2 separate regions of the Zea mays genome follow, and region 1 is linked to region 2. The links are chromatin contacts, called in public Hi-C maps. All regions are on one chromosome and are shown on one strand. The core of a region is the stretch at or near the end of the contact, and the rest is flanking DNA. Distances in the headings are between cores, read along the strand shown. Region 1 holds the start of LOC100281320. Region 2 holds the start of LOC100304271 (Protein ELC-like).

What was found. A called contact is a pair of places that touch in the nucleus more often than the background predicts.
Region 1: a Hi-C map of leaf shows a contact between it and region 2, with 8 times the contacts expected there. The contact joins the promoter of LOC100281320 here to the promoter of LOC100304271 in region 2. A contact is called at or near these places in 1 of 25 Hi-C or Micro-C datasets (leaf) and 1 of 3 datasets of contacts at active chromatin or transcription factors (leaf).

What each region holds. Positions count from the first base shown.
Region 1 is chr5:225,955,879-225,958,578 of Zm-B73-REFERENCE-NAM-5.0, forward strand. It overlaps LOC100281320, which reads left to right and starts at 1,442. Exons shown (of 3, transcript NM_001154238.2): 1 at 1,442-1,899; 2 at 1,960-2,037; 3 at 2,117-2,595. The coding sequence starts at 1,552. The coding sequence ends at 2,206.
Region 2 is chr5:225,819,569-225,822,268 of Zm-B73-REFERENCE-NAM-5.0, forward strand. It overlaps LOC100304271 (Protein ELC-like), which reads right to left and starts at 1,380. Exons shown (of 1, transcript NM_001165714.1): 1 at 1-1,380. The coding sequence starts at 1,336. The coding sequence ends at 119.

The DNA of each region.
Region 1 (2,700 bases), core at 192-2,691, 140 kb after region 2:
AGTCGTGGGTAGGGCCGTAGGGAAAAACTATTACCATCATTAGACTTGGCCATGATGGTATGCTCGAAGTAGTGATGCTAGGCTTGATGCAGGGAGAGCTACGTAGTGCTATCCCATGAGCGGTTGTCAATGTAGTTGTTCGCTCGAGGAAGATAAAGAACATGACTACTGGATTGAACCGAAGTTGACAAAGACAGAGAACAGTCACGTAGATGTGCTTCCCAAAAACTTGATTGCTTGGCTACCGGTGCATTTACACAAGCAAACAAAGGTTTAGAGGTTGCTCGCCTATGGCTTAGGCCCAAGAACACGGTGGAGTGAGGAGAAAAACGAAGTGTTGATTTATATTGGAAGGAGGTGCCTTTAAGATAGGCTATGAACTATAGATGGCAATGTACAAAATGCCTGCGGATACCAATGTCGCATACCGGCGCTTGCAAGCAAAATTTTGTGTTCGCACCTGTTACCCGTCATGGGTGCTATATTGTGCCGACAAATGACTATGGACATGTTTGGTTCAGCTTTTTTCTAACAAGCTTTTCTGAAAATCTTGCTGTGGGGAGAATCTGGCTGTGGGGAGAATCTGAGTATCATTACAATTATGTGTGGAGGAAGATAAAGTTGTTCATAGGGCTCAGGATCTAGAAAGTGACATATTCCTACTATTACAGTGACTCAACCGATTATGTGTTTATGTTGATTTTGGATGTTTTTGCCCCCAACGAATTTTATGGAAGCTGGCTGAAAAGCTGAGCATTTGACAGTACGCAGCAGTTTTTGGTGGTCAGAAGCTGCCAGAAGCCGAAACAAATAGGGCCTATATGTCTCCTAAGAACCAGGTAGAGGAGGCTACTGAAGCCAAGGAGGCAAGGAGAGGATAAGTTGGGGGCTGAGGGTGTATGGCGGCGGTCGGTGGAGGATGGATGGTGAGGGATGAAGCGGGTATATCGTATTTGTGTACATGAAAAATATTTTTCTTTTTCATTAAATAATACATATCAAATTTGAGAATGCATCATATCTGTGTTCACAGGCAGATTCACGCATCTGTATATATTTTTTTATTGTCCGTGGACATAGGAGTATTTTATTCCCCTTGGCCGTTGCCATCTTTTACCCTGGCAATCTAATCTTTTACTATTTTTAAGGAGAGAATGACATCTGTCGGTGACTCGGCTACCCCACTGGCCAGTGATCGATGAATCGGTGCCACTCGCAAGGATGAAGAAAAAAAATAACTGCTTGCTCTCGACGGGAGGCTGAACCTGGACGAAGCAGGTGTAAAACAAGGCCAAAGTACAAACGAGAGAGGAACAGCGATAGCCGATAGCATAGCGATAGCCGATAGAGAAGAGGAAAACGAGATACGAACAGCGTGAGTCGAATCGCGTGGTGGGGTACCGCAATAATGGGATGGCTCGTGGCTTTGGTTAGCTGAGGTCAGGAGAGAAGAGGAGTCGCATTTCGCGTGGTCGAGTCCGTCCGTGTCTGTCCTCCGCTGTCCGCTGGCTGCGATAGTGCTGCCTGCTGCTCTAACCCAATCCAAGGAGGATGCCGAGGAGCCCGCAGCTGAGCCTGAGCGGCTGCAGCTCTCTCTTCTCCCTGTCCAGCACCAGTACGAGCCGCGACAGCGCCGCCCTGAAGGCGCCGGTGCCAGCGCCACCGGCAGGCGCGGTGCCCCCACGGCGCACCCCTCTCCTGTCGCTCAGCGTCGGCGAGGAGGAAGAGGACGAGGGTGAGGACGAGGAGGAGTACCTGCTGGGGGCCGGCGCCCTGGATCTGCAGCTGACGGGGCCCGGTGGCGGCAGCAACAGCAGCGGCGGCTACGACGACGAGCGGAAGAACATCCGGATGATGAGGAACAGGGAGTCTGCGCTGCGCTCCAGGGCAAGGAAGAGGGTACGAACACGAATCTAAGCAGCTCAACCCATGTCTCTCTCTGACACACAAACACTACAGGCCTATGTGCAGGAGCTGGAGAAGGAGGTTCGTCGCCTGGTGAATGAGAACCTCAAGCTCAAGAGGCAGTGCAAACAAGTAACAAATAGTAGCACACTTTGTCTCTTATAGCTAAAAATGAATGAATACTCATCTGTTTGTATATAACATGTACCAGCTGAAACTAGATATGGCTGCACTGGTCCAGCAAAGCAGCAGCAAGAGCAGCTCCCACATCAGAAGAACCTCCTCATCCACTCAGCTCTAGGCTGCTACCAATAGGAATATGTATGTGAATTTAAAGCCATATATGACCAAGGAAGAATGGGAGGAAGACGAACAAAGCTAGCTAGACTAGACTGCAGCCCCTCTAATCCATGGCCATTCGCTGATTAATACGATAATATCTCTTATTTGTTGGCTTCTTCTAGCTTGCTTCAATTTCCTAGTACAGCAGTTTATGTAGTATTTCCTAGATTGTTAGCGCAAAGCTGCCTTTTTCACCCATGGCATCCACTCTAGTGGTGTCCAGGTAGTGTCGATCCAATTTTAGTATAGAGGTCACTCAAACCTCTCTCCATGACAGAGCTTTTTATTCGTTTCCTGTCTTTTTTTTATTGTTCTAATCATAATAAGATACGCACACATTCACCTGTATGGGCTACGACCATATACGACTAATAGTTTTCTCTAGACAGAGAAAGGCAAAGGCGATATTTGAATCTCTTTAGTATATGCCCCTGACCAAGAAAGGAGAGAAGC
Region 2 (2,700 bases), core at 130-2,629:
TCTTCCCCTTCCCTGGTATAAGCAGTAAACAAGCATGGGGTAGAAACTTTACACAGACAGGTAAGACAGACAAAATCGGAGGAAATAGCAAACCAAGCAAGCATACTGACCATGATCCCTATGATGCGTACTGCGGTGGCGCCCGTGCTGCCATGCTAGCAACCTTAGCCTGCTGCTGCGCGCTATGCACCTTGGCAGATAGGGCGCGGTGGAAAAACTGCTCACGGGACAGTGCACGCACGCTCCTGAGGTAGCCGTCAAAGGGCACGGATCCTTCCTGGATTGCCTTGTCGAGCGCGTAGATGGTGTCCTCGAGCGCCAAATCTGCCGCTGTGCACTGGATCATCTGCCTGGACAGCACATCCGCCGGCTCGATGGCTTCGTCGTCCTCGGTGGCTTGGTTGCTGCCTCTCCTGTTGTTCTGCCTGACCCAGTCCTCCACAACATCGGTGGCCATCATGACGTCCTGCAGGCGCCGCTCGAGCGCTTCCATCTCCTCCCCCATGTTGCGCACACCTTGAGCGACGATGCCTCCCCTGTGCCGCAGCTCGGCCTGGACGGCGAAGAGGGCGTCGACCTCAGCCTCCCGTGCGGTGCGCAGTGCGGCGGCGTCGGCGTAGGCCATGTCGACGAGCTTGGCGACGGCGTTGCGCTTGAAGACCTCGGCGGGGTCCTCCGTGGGGGGCGGGCGGGGGGCGAGCTGGGGCGACGCCGGGAAGCCGGCGGCACCCCCAAGCCTGCTGTAGGAGGGGGAAGGGGAGGCGGCGAGCCGTGGTGGGGGCTGGGTCGGCGAGGGATTCGGTGGCGGAGCCTGTGCGGCGGCAGGAGGGTTCCTGGTGAAGAGGGGCGGGTCGAGGCCGAATAGGTGCGAGAGGGATCGGACGAGGTCGACGAGGTTGGAGGAGGGGAAGACCCAGGAGCGGAGGTAGGGCGCGTTGGCGACGAGGCCGGAGCTGTCGACGAGGCGGTGGTGGGGCTTGATGACCATGTCTCGGGTCGGGGAGAGGAAGACGAGCGGCGGGGAGCGCGGGTAGGGCTCGGGCAGCCAGATGACGGCGGGGAGGTTGTAGGAGGCACCGGCGTGGTGGATGGGGATGGTGCCGTCGGCCTGGAGGAGGTGAGCGGCGCGGCCGTCGTTGTGGGTGAAGAGGGCGGCCTTGGGATGGAGGGAGGGGAAGGCCTCGGCCAGCGCTACCAGGTGGTTGCGGATGAGCCACTTGACGTCCTCGGCGTACGGCAGCGCGGACGGGCCCCGCTGGGAGAGCGCCGTGTTGAGGAACTGCTGCGCGTACTGCGCGCCGCCGGCCGACGAAGAAGGCGGCGGCGAACGAGCCATCGGATCCGAGATAGGGTTTCGATTCCGATTTGCGTGTGTAGTTGAACAAACTAAAACTGTATGCGTGTGTCGTGTGATTCTGGCTGGCCTGCCTGCCTGCCTTGCTGGGGTGCGGTGCGGGAGGGGAGGGCGGGTTTTTTTTCCTTCTCCTTCCTTTCTGCCCATGCGCTGGCCTTGGGTGGGATGGTGTTGTTTTCCTTTATTTTTAAACAAACACATTTGCGCCCGAGTAATTGTAGTATTATCTTTTTATTAGGTGCGTACCCGTGTGTTGCAACGGAGACATATAATAACATAATAACTTAAATATAAAATATGTCTTATATTGTTATAAGAAAATGTTTCATAATCCATTTGTAATCTTAGCCATACATAAATTTTGTTATTTTAATTTAGCTGTTTCACTACTACATTACAACCATCAGTATCATGCAGACTTCGATATATGCCATGATTTGTATGGTCTCATCATTGAAGAGCACGTGCCACACCTGCCAGTAGAAGTTCCCTCGTACATTATCAGTCATCAGGTAGGCACCACCATACACGCTTGCTTAAACCAAAAAACAAGTGTATGTGTTTGCGAAGAGAATTAAAGGCAGGCCGGCACAAAAGCTACCCGACGATGACGAGTGGTCATTGTTGTCGGTCCTCCTCTGCGTCACCTCTGGCGCCAAGATGACGCCATAGTCCTTGATATAGTAGTCGTCGAACGCGCACGACATGGTGAGTACCGATGACTCTTTGTTGTGTTGCCAAACGAAGTGCACCCCGGGCTCATCAGCGAGGTAATACACCTAGCCGTTGCACCACCGGATGTGCTACTCCTCTACATACATCTTGTTTGAGGACACTCACACAATGTCAGCAACGGTCGTCGTCCCAGCGCACAAGAATTCATGGCCGGTCAGTAGTGACTTACGTGGCAGGTTGAGCTTCAGGTGATGATGAGCTGGACGGTGTGACGGCACTGTTGTCTGATGCGGTGCCTAGAACAACCCAAGATTCGCCGGCATTGGTGACGACCATGAGGTCCCCCTGTTTGAGATGGACAACGCGATGCAGCCGCTCTGGACTGCGTCCAAGCGGCGGCTGCGGCGGAGCTTGCCGAACACAGCGACGCATGTGGCCACGTAGTACTGCTTCCAGAGGTTGAACTAGCAGTCGCCAAGCTTCTTCTCGTCGTCGATGAGCGATGCCAACGCGAGCGCCTCCTGCCAGTGGTGTTTGTTCGAGGTTTCCAAGTAAGAAACATGGATTCATCTTTAGCATTGGTTTATGAAAATGACTCATAAGTCAAATCCATGGAAAAAATATTACGGAGAATAAATGTAACACGTATAAAAAAGAATTTAAGTTGAAAA